Regions from separate parts of the Hordeum vulgare genome. Here region 2 is linked to region 1. The links are chromatin contacts, called in public Hi-C maps. All regions are on one chromosome and are shown on one strand. The core of a region is the stretch at or near the end of the contact, and the rest is flanking DNA. Distances in the headings are between cores, read along the strand shown.

The links. A called contact is a pair of places that touch in the nucleus more often than the background predicts.
Region 2: a Hi-C map of seedling shows a contact between it and region 1, with 2.6 times the contacts expected there. The contact joins the promoter of LOC123410009 here to the enhancer-like site in region 1. A contact is called at or near these places in 2 of 6 Hi-C or Micro-C datasets (leaf and seedling).

The regions. Positions count from the first base shown.
Region 1 is chr1H:38,498,597-38,504,119 of MorexV3_pseudomolecules_assembly, reverse strand. No RefSeq gene overlaps it. Among protein-coding and RNA genes, the nearest start is that of LOC123409907, 18 kb to the right of the region's middle. Within about 2 kb of position 1,654, at least 3 of the 3 cell types and tissues checked have open chromatin away from gene starts, as enhancers often do. A contact at or near this core is called in leaf and seedling, where this site is marked.
Region 2 is chr1H:38,596,482-38,602,069 of MorexV3_pseudomolecules_assembly, reverse strand. It overlaps LOC123410009 (protein SEEDLING PLASTID DEVELOPMENT 1), which reads right to left and starts at 2,984. Exons shown (of 9, transcript XM_045102917.1): 1 at 2,284-2,984; 2 at 1,816-2,030; 3 at 1,480-1,630; 4 at 1,169-1,360; 5 at 478-640; 6 at 57-355. The coding sequence starts at 2,733.

The DNA.
Region 1 (5,523 bases), core at 405-2,904:
GCAAGCTGTTCCACTACATCGTCCGTGTTTCTTAACGCTTACCGTTGTGCGATCTACAAGGGTACGTAGATCGGAAATCTCCTCTCATAGATGAACATCACCATGATACGTATTGCGTGTGCGTAGGAAATTTTTTGTTTCCCATGCAACGTTCCCAACACACTTATCTTAAAGTATTAGGGTCTTAACCCAGTTTATTATATTTTCTAGCCTAGAGAAGTTATATATACTCATGTAAAGGACATCTTTTAAAATTAAGCAAGATCAATCTATTTTGATCGGCTCCTAGAAGGAGCGAGTGCCCTAACCCTAGCAGCCGAACCTTCTCCCTCTCTCGACCACGGCGCCCCAGCGTCGTCGCCCGCTTCCTCCACCTCATCAGTCCTCCCCACACCCATATCACCTGAGAGATCGACCTGGTAGGCATCGAGTTCCTACCACCTAGGATTTCACATGAGGGTGAGGAAGGAGAACATTTTGTGGTAATAAAGGGTAAGATTGACACGGACTTGGCGGCAATTCACACACATGTTTTCACTTGATGGTGCTTTATATATTGGCTAGGTAAATTTTAGTTGTCGGGTTTTTATCTCATTTTTCCTAGTTAATCAAACTTTGTAAGATGATCTCGATCTTTCGGGGTTTTGTGATCTATATAAATGCTTACAAATTTAAATTGAAAATTTATGTAATGAAAATGTAAATCCTTTTGTGTTTTATATAAATACCATCGTTGGGGATATCGCTTATCGAAAACTTATCGATCGACTCGGGATAAGGGGTAAATTGCCTTGTTTATCGACGTATCGGCCGATTTATCGGCATATCGGCCAATATATCTTATCGGTCAGACACTACTAAGCGATAAATCGATCGATTTATCGGCATATTGGGGGATATCTTGAAAAGTTTAAATACTTAAACTTTTTGCTCCTACAATGTTTCCGGATTTCAAGGTTTATATAAATCGAAAAGGATGGTTTTTCATCTTGTTCTTCCTAGTAAAATGAAGAGAAGTTCTTCTCAATTTAGGTTTGTGGCTTGAAGGATCATATTTTTCCTATCAATTTATATGCATTTTATCGGAGAACTATATTAGTTAAGTAATAATGTCACTGTTACTGTTAAAAAGGAACGGTGTTATTACATCCATGCTCTGTTATCTTCTGTATTTTTTGACCACGTATTTCAAAAAATACGTCATGCTTGAGTCTTGCTTCACCGGGAGTTTAAATCTTCTTGGCCGCATACATCATCATGATGCAGAGGCAGGATGAGATCCTCCTTTAAAAAAAGGAGTTTAAGTCTTCTATGCCCCTACCCTGCAAAATGAAATGGAGATGCATCTTACTCACACGGCCCTCATGCAGAGTTACTTACTGTTAGGAAAGGAACATGAAGTTATTCTCATGAATTTCCATGGCCAAGGCGCAGCGATCCGGCTCGACTCGTAGAAAACCGAGCACATTATTCCCGTGAGATCCTTATTCTCAACACTGCTCCAATATCACAGGTTCAAAGAAGAAAAGAGAATAAAATTGCTAGAAGCACGGTCCATGGGCCAAGTCCAGAGGAGCAAGAGGTACGCACAGCGCAGAGTGAAGATGCTCGGCAATCGTGTTCTGTGGAGGAGAAAGGAGGGGGTAGCTTTTGGGGATTGGTCTCTCTGGGACTCTGCCCACCCATCACTCTCGCCTCCGGCCTCTTCTTCTCCCCCCTCTCTTCTTCTTGTTTGGTCCGGTTCAAGGTTCCGTTTTTCCGAGCGCACTGTTCCGACGCGCCACCTGTCCCTCTCTTTCCAAGTGGGAAGCCGAGGCCCCCCGCTGCCACAAACTCGTATCGTTCCAAGAAGTCCCAACAACGTTTCAAAGAGGAACTGTTAGAGTGCTATTCCTGGAGCTGGAACTGAAGCGAAATTGGACGGATTACCGGCCATCTCAGGCGCGCAACGTCTGCAAGCAATAACAAAAACCAGATAATTCTCGTGCAGAGCTGACTGAGCTCACGTAATGCCATATTCAGTTAGTTGGAATAGCATGCCCAGCACTGAAGAAGCAAACAGGCAAACCGCACTTTTGTAAAATACAAGTGATTGCCAGGTAAACCCTGCGCTGTTTTAGGCTAGTTGTAAGTTTAGTAGAATAAACTCACGATCTGTGAGCCTGTTCACCGGCGTGGGGCGCAAGTCTTTGCTTTCCTAGAGTTTAGGATCACCACCGAACCCCGTCGTGGGATGGCGCGGCAGCAGGGGTCCGTGACGCGTTTGTAGGATCACGGGAGAGGGACGTTGGGATGGCAACGGCCATGACTCGATCGTGATCCGAGTCTGTAGCTGGTGCTCAGGGTTGTTAGTGCCTCCTGTAACCAGAGTATAAATAAAGCAAGAGAAAAACGAGATAAGCAGCAAGTTTTACGCTGCACAAACCTCTCTCTCAAGCTTGTTCTAGCGCACTGAGTGAGTTCACGCGACGATCAGGAGAGTGGCTGACAATTGGTATCAGAGCCTTACACGTTCCGGGAGGCCATGTCGAACGAACGGCAGCGCACGGCGTCGATCCCTCCCAACGGAGGGGAAGGGAATGTTGGGGAACGTCGCATGGGAAACAAAAAATTTCCTACGCGCACGAAAACCTATCATGGTGATGTTCATCTACGAGAGGGGATGAGTGATCTACGTACCCTTGTAGATCGTACAGCAGAAGCGTTAGTGAACGCGGTTGATGTAGTGGAACGTCCTCACGTCCCTCGATCCGCCCCGCGAACAATCCCGCGATCAGTCCCACGATCTAGTACCGAACGGACGGCACCTCCGCGTTCAGCACACGTACAGCTCGACGATGATCTCGGCCTTCTTGATCCAGCAAGAGAGACGGAGAGGTAGAAGAGTTCTCCGGCAGCGTGACGGCGCTCCGGAGGTTGGTGATGACCTTGTCTCAGCAGGGCTCCGCCCGAGCTCCGCAGAAACGCGATCTGGAGGAAAAACCGTGGAGGTATGTGGTCGGGCTGCCGTGGAAAAGTCATCTCAAATCAGCCCTAAAACCTCCGTATATATAGGTGGGAGGGAGGGGACCTTGCCTTGGGGCTCAAGGAGCCCCAAGGGGGTCGGCCGAGTCCAAGGGGGAAGGCTCCCCCCCCCAAACCGAGTTGGACTTGGTTTGGTGGGTGGGAGTCCTTCCTTCCCTTCCCACCTCCTCCTTTTCTTTTCTCTTTGATTTTCTTTCCTAGGCGCATAGGGCCCTTTTGGGCTGTCCCACCAGCCCACTAAGGGCTGGTGTGCCACCCTCAAGGCCTATGGGCTTCCCCGGGGTGGGTTGCCCCCCCCCCCCCGGTGAACTCCCGGAACCCATTCGTCATTCCCGGTACATTCCCGGTAACTCCGAAAACCTTCCGGTAATCAAATGAGGTCATCCTATATATCAATCTTCGTTTCCGGACCATTCCGGAAACCCTCGTGACGTCCGTGATCTCATCCGGGACTCCAAACAACATTCGGTAACCAACCATATAACTCAAATACGCATAAAACAACGTCGAACCTTAAGTGTTCAGACCCTGCGGGTTCGAGAACTATGTAGACATGACCCGAGAGACTCCTCGGTCAATATCCAATAGCGGGACCTGGATGCCCATATTGGATCCTACATATTCTACGAAGATCTTATCGTTTGAACCTCAGTGCCAAGGATTCATATAATCCCGTATGTCATTCCCTTTGTCCTTCGGTATGTTACTTGCCCGAGATTCGATCGTCAGTATCCGCATACCTATTTCAATCTCGTTCACCGGCAAGTCTCTTTACTCGTTCTGTAATACAAGATCCCGCAACTTTCACTAAGTCACATTGCTTCCAAGGCTTGTGTGTGATGTTGTATTACCGAGTGGGCCCCGAGATACCTCTCCGTCACACGGAGTGACAAATCCCAGTCTTGATCCATACTAACTCAACTAACACCTTCGGAGATACCTGTAGAGCATCTTTATAGTCACCCAGTTACGTTGCGACGTTTGATACACACAAAGCATTCCTCCGGTGTCAGTGAGTTATATGATCTCATGGTCATAGGAATAAATACTTGACACGCAGAAAACAGTAGCAACAAAATGACACGATCAACATGCTACGTCTATTAGTTTGGGTCTAGTCCATCACGTGATTCTCCTAATGACGTGATCCAGTTATCAAGCAACAACACTTTGTTCATAATCAGAAGACACTGACTATCTTTGATCAACTGGCTAGCCAACTAGAGGCTTCCTAGGGACGGTGTTTTGTCTATGTATCCACACATGTAAATGAGTCTTCATTCAATACAATTATAGCATGGATAATAAACGATTATCTTGATACAGGAATTATAATAATAACTATATTTATTATTGCCTCTATGGCATAATTCCAATAGTCTCCCACTTGCACTAGAGTCAATAATCTAGCCCTCACATCATCATGTGAATTACATTGTAATAAATCTAACACCCATACAGTTCTGGTGTTGATCATGCTTTGGTCGTGGAAGAGGTTTAGTCAGCGGGTCTGCTACATTCAGATCCGTGTGCACTTTGCATATATTTACGTCATCTCCCTCGACGTAGTCGCGGATGAGGTTGAAGCGTCGTTTGATGTGTCTGGTCTTCTTGTGAAACCGTGGTTCCTTTGCTAAGGCAATGGCACCCGTGTTGTCACAGAACAAGGTTATTGGATTCAGTGCGCTTGGCACCACTCCAAGATCCGTCATGAACTGCTTCATCCAGACACCCTCCTTAGCCGCCTCCGAGGCAGCCATGTACTCCGCTTCACATGTAGAATCTGCTACGACGCTTTGCTTGGAACTGCACCAGCTTATCGCACCCCCATTAAGAATAAATACGTATCCGGTTTGCGACTTAGAGTCGTCCGGATCTGTTTCAAAGCTTGCATCGACGTAACCTTTTACGGCGAGCTCTTCGTCACCTCCATACACGAGAAACATCTCCTTAGTCCTTTTCAGGTACTTTAGGATATTCTTGACCGCTGTCCAGTGATCCACTCCTGGATTACTCTGGAACCTACCTGCCATACTTATGGCCACGCTAACATCCGGTCTAGTGCACAGCATTGCATACATGATAGAACCTATGGCTGAAGCATAGGGGACGGAGCGCATATGCTCTCTATCTTCATCAGTTGCTGGGCACTGAGTCTTACTCAATCTCGTACCTTGTAAAACTGGCAAGAACCCTTTCTTGGACTGTTCCATTTTGAACCTCTTCAAAACTTTATCAAGGTATGTGCTTTGTGAAAGTCCTATCAGGCGTTTTGATCTATCCCTATAGATATTAATGGCTAGAATGTAAGCAGCTTCTCCTAGGTCCTTCATAGAGAAACTCTTATTCAAGTAATCCTTTATGATCTCTAAAAACTCCACGTTGTTTCCAATCAGCAATATGTCATCCACATATAATATTAGAAACGCCACAGAGCTCCCACTCACTTTCTTGTAAATACAAGATTCTCCAACCACTTGTATAAACCCAAATGCTTTG
Region 2 (5,588 bases), core at 1,735-4,234, 97 kb before region 1:
TATTATAATTGCACAAATTTATAATCTAGAGAAACATCATTTGTATCTCCACTTACCTGGTAAGTGTAAACACGTACTGGAGGCCTTCCAGCCACATATGTTTTGCCTTTTGTTTTCTTTGCATAACCAAAATCACCATTGACATTATCGCCTGATGGGATGCTGTTGTTTGTTTGCCTGGAGGAACCAAAATCATCGGCGAATTTATCTTCTGGTGTGACCGCCCTGGTGACCAGATCTTCCTGATACGCAGGTAAGTGTTCTGATTCAGACACTCTTTCAGATATCACCAAAGATCCTCCTGACTCGGCGGCCTTGCTATTCATCATGCGAGCTTCAAACTTAGGAGGCTTCCCTGTACCAAAGAGATGGAAACTTAATTCAGAAACCAGAAGATATCTACAGATCCTTCTAATGAGTAATGAGTATGTGCTAGGAGTTGACTGTGAAGATCTTTACTGTGAACTAGTCAGTTACCTGCAAGAATAGCATCAACTGTAGATTCTAACTTGTAGTGCACTCGACATTCAGTCTTAGATACCATCTCAACAGCACATGAAAATGTTGGGGGCCCTTTTCTCTCAAGAATTGTTTTTTGAACTTTCCGCTTCTTTGCCTCTTCATCTCCAAGAGTCACACTCTGTATAACGAACTTACATTGTTATTTCACTAATAAGTAGTTCTTTTTTTCTTGATGCATACTCAAATGTGTGTCATACTAATAAACTATTCTAGTCATTCTTGGTGTTGAAATATTATTAAAATAATCTACAGCCCCAAATTTTATTTGAACTCAATATTGGATGGTTATCTGAAAACAAATATTACTATCCTTTCGAATGTAAAATACACCACCAAGGCATGGAACCTCGCGGGGTATTTAGGAAGACAATGAGATACACCGGTTTGACCCCCACATAATAAATCAACAACGCTTGATCCGCCCGAGAAGGATCAAACTCAGGTCGACACAGAGACACCACTGTGCTTGGAAAACCCAGTTCTCATGTCTTTTGGAATCTAAAAACAACATTAGGATAACTATAACAAGCTTCCGGATCGACTGGTTGACTATTGCGCCTTAATCTGATGTTCAGGAAGATGCTAAGCTTCAAGAACATAAGAGAAACTGTTGGAGGACAGCTAGCAGAAAAGAAAATAAGTTCACCTCAATCCCACCAACAAGCATTTGCAAGCAAGGGTTCTTAATTATGCTGTCAATTGTCACCCCATGAGCAGTTCCAACAAGTTGAACGCCTCTTTGAGCAATGGTGCTGGCTGCCATTGCTTCAAGTTCTGTACCAATCTCATCGATCACAATAACTTCCGGCATGTGATTTTCAACAGCCTCAATCATCACCTACACAAACAATGTTTCATATGTATCATCAAGCATCCAACAGTAAGGTATTAAACAAAGACACTCTAGAAGATTCTGCAACTATATATGAACCATATGAAAGAATAATGAGAACCTACGTTATGCTGCATCGTAACTTTAGGAACTTGCATTCTCCTAGAGCGCCCAATGCCGGAGTGAGGTACATCCCCATCACCTCCTATTTCATTAGATGTGTCCACTATGATCACACGTTTGTTACCCTCATCTGCCAGGATTCTAGCTATTTCCCTGTATTATTGAAAGCATTTGAAATTGTTAGCATCAGATTGCAACACGCACCGATTTATATATCTTTGGTCTTCTCAGCCATGTTACTGAGTTAATATTCACGTAACATGCATTAGCATTACATGATGACAAACACCGCTGATCAAAGAACTGAAGTTCCACTTTTACGTTTGTAGGTGATGTACCTGATCAGAGTGGTCTTCCCTACTCCAGGGGGTCCAATCACCAATATGGAGCCGCCTCCCACCACCAGATCACGGATCATCTCCGCGCTGCCCGATATAGCCCGTCCGACACGGCAAGTGAGGCCAATTATGTGAGCCTTGCGGTTCCGGATGGCGCTGATCCGGTGCAACGAGTGGTTGATCCCGGATCGGTTGTCCTCGGAGAAATTGCCCACCTGCAAAGAGAGGAACCGATCTTCCAAGTGAGCAAAACTAGCATCTCCAGCTCCACAGAAGCAACTTTCATACTACAGTAGTATTGGGGATCTCCCAGATGAGGAAAGCAAGCATCTCCACAGAAGCAACTTTCACACTACAGTAAAAGTATTGTTACTGCAACAGAGCCAAGCCAATTTTGGGGGATCGCAGTCGCGGGCATCACGGTGGTACTGGTAATCAAAGAAAGAAAGGTTGACGACATGACGGCACCTTGGAGACGGCCTGGCGGAGGTCGTCGGCGGTGACGGGCTGGTCGGAGATGACCCAGTCCCCGGAGGGGAACCGCGCGAGCGGGCGGCGGCCGAGGTCCATGACGACCTCCACCAGGTCCCAGACCTCCGGGTGCAGCGCGAGCTCCCGCCGCATCCTCGCCGGCACCACCTCGAGGAACGCCTCCATCTCACCCCTGGCCCCGGCCCGCGCCTCGGGCGCCGGGGTGGCGACTGCCGGGGACACGGACGGCGAGGCGGGGCCCGAGGGCGCCGCGCCGCGCCACGGCACGCACCGGTCGCCGGACGGCCGGCGCACGGGCGGCTGCTGCTGCGGGACCGCCCGCCGCGGCGGCCCACCGCGCCGCGCCGCGCGCGCGCACCCCGCCGAGGAGGATGCGCGGCACGCCGGGCGGAGCCGGATCGGGGTGGGGTTCAGCACCTTGAGCATCGTGCCGGTCGGTCGCGTCGCGGTCGCCGGGTGATTGGCGGGAGCAAGGGTGGAATGGCGCGCGCGTATATGTAGGAAGGGGCGGGGCGTTTGGTCGAACAGGTGGCGGGCGGGGAGCTCGGCGGGGGTGGAGGTGGGAGCAGAGGAGGAGGGGAATCGGAGGCGGAGGAAGGAAGATTCCGGGGAATACTGCGGCTGGAGGTGGAGTGGTCAGGCGTGGAGCAGGAAGAGTGTTGGAAAAGGCGGGGGCCTCTTCTTGGCCGTTAACCTTCCTCCCGCCTTGCGAGATGGAGCGATAGACCACGCCCATGGACCGCTGTGGTCGCTCAGTCGTGCGGCATATGCTAGTACTCTGCAAACACCGGATATCCACCTTGTTAGAGGATCAAGAATGCAAAAAAAATTTGGTTTCAAAAAAAGAATGCAAATTTGAAGGTGTAAAAACAGGAGAGGTATAATTTACATCTTAAAAATAAATGCTTTTTACAAATCTGAAAAAAAAGGCAACTTCAACAGATGATGCAAGATGCAGATGTAAAGGTGCAACTTCAGTAGGTGATGCAAAATAGAGATGTAAAACCGGTGACCAGCCGACACGGCTAATGTACAGCCGCATTTCAACATTTAGATACCAATTTGCATCAAATTTCTACCGACACAAGTTCATCATCGTTCATAGTTAAAATAATATTTCACCGTGAGGTGTTTTAGAAGAATTGATCCTCATGTCCTGTTCAAATGAGAATGGATCCCATCTACCGAAAAGTCGGGGGGGGGGGGGGGGGGTATCCTTTACGGTGTGAGACAAAACACCTTATAAATTATTTCATGTACCAAGGGTAAGTACATCTTGCAGCTGGGTGGGCGGGACATTAAAAAAATTGGGGCTTGCTGGTTGTTTATGGGTCTGCCCAAAGAGGAGTTCCTCGTGGAACTTGCTGCAATGTGTAGCAACATGACCATGACATATATTGTGGACGGGGACTTAAATATTCTTAGGCATTGTGGTGAGAAGAACAAGAATATGGTTAGTAGTAAGTCTAATGACCTTTTTAATTCCATCATCAATACCCTAGCTCTCATAGAGATTCATATAAGTGGGGGGAATACATCTGGAATAACAATTAGGCCCACCCTACTTTGGAAAAGATGGACCACATTCTCATGTATGAGAGTTGGGAAGACTTGTTCCCTCTAGTCTCTCTCAGGAAATTGGTGCGTGAGCTTTCTAACCTTAACCCTCTACTGCATGCTATCCTCGGGTGAACATGGGCATGAAGCTCCTAAACCTAGTGAGTTTCGTTTCGATCTTACTTGGGTTAAAGATGAAAAATTCCTACCCATTGTTGAGAAAATCTGATCCGGAAAAGTCAACTCCCTAGACCCCATTGATACCGTGAATATCAAGTTGAAGAGGTTTAAGACCTATTTCAAAAGGTGGGGATCAAAAAAATTTAGGCATGATAAGAAAAAGAAGGAGGATCTTAGAGTGGAATTAGCTATGTTGGAAGAGTCAGAGGAAGAGGGTCCTTTGACCCCTGATCTATACAATAGGAAAATTAATATTAACTTTGAAATACATGAGCTGCCAGTAAACGAGGAGATGTTCTGGTTACAACAATCTTATGAACGATGGTTGTTCAACGGTGACTTGAGCACTGATTACTATCATAAGATAGCTAATGGGCGCAAAAGGAAGAATACAATTAATTCCCTGAAATCTAGGGATGTTGAAATAGAAGGTATTGATAACCTGATTGAGCATGCAAGATAATATTATAAGACCTTATATGGTCTTGCACCTCGAAACATTTTCCATCTAGATCCTAATACATGGTCATATGATACAAAATTTAAATTCTAAAGATAATAATGACCTTTTTCGTGAGTTCACGAAAATAGAAGTGAATGAATCCTTTTTGCTATGGCTTCTAATAGTGCACCAGAGAACAACATTCCGGTGGAAGTTTATCAGTCATGTTGGGACATAGTAAAAGATGATATTATGTCCCTTTTTACCCATTTTCATAAAGGGGTTTTGGATGTGCGGCATATTAACTATGATGTTATTATGCTCTTGCCAAAAACTTCAAATGTGGATAAGATCCAACAATTCAGACCTATCTATTTGTTGAGATGCCTGTATAAACTGATCACTAAAGTATTGGGTAGGCGCGCGGAGAGGTATGCTGGTAAACTGACCAGTTTTTGCCAAAATGCATTTATGAAAGGGAGGAACATTATGGATGGTGTTCTTTCTCATGAGATCTTAAACTATACGCATGTGAAGAAAAGGGTGGGGATTGTGTTGAAACTCGACTTTGAGAAGGCTTACGATAAGGTTAACTCGGAATTCTTGCTTGAGTGTCACAAAATTCGGGGTTTTAGTGATACTTGGTGTGGCTGCCCAAAATGGCACTGTGAGTATTAAACTTAACAATTGCGTAGGGGCATACTTCCAAAGTGCTAAAGGTCTTCATCAGGGTGACCCTCAGTCTTCGTTTCTGTTTAACCTAGTTGTTGATTGTCTCGCTAAAATGATTACTAATGCACAGGAAAAAAATGTTGGTTAGCCTAGCACCTGACCTTATCCCCATGGGGTGGCTGTGCTGCAATATGCGTATGATACAATCATATGCTTGGAGCATGATATTGACAAGGCAGTTAACCTAAAGTTATCGGTTTATATGTTTGAGATGATCTCAGGACTTAAAAGTGAACTTTCAAAAGAGTGAAATCTTTACTATTGGTGGTGATGAAAATGTGATTAGAGAATAAGCGAACGTGTTCAATTGTGACATAGGTACTTTCCCCCATCAAATACCTGGGTATGCTTGTGAGCTACTAGATACTTA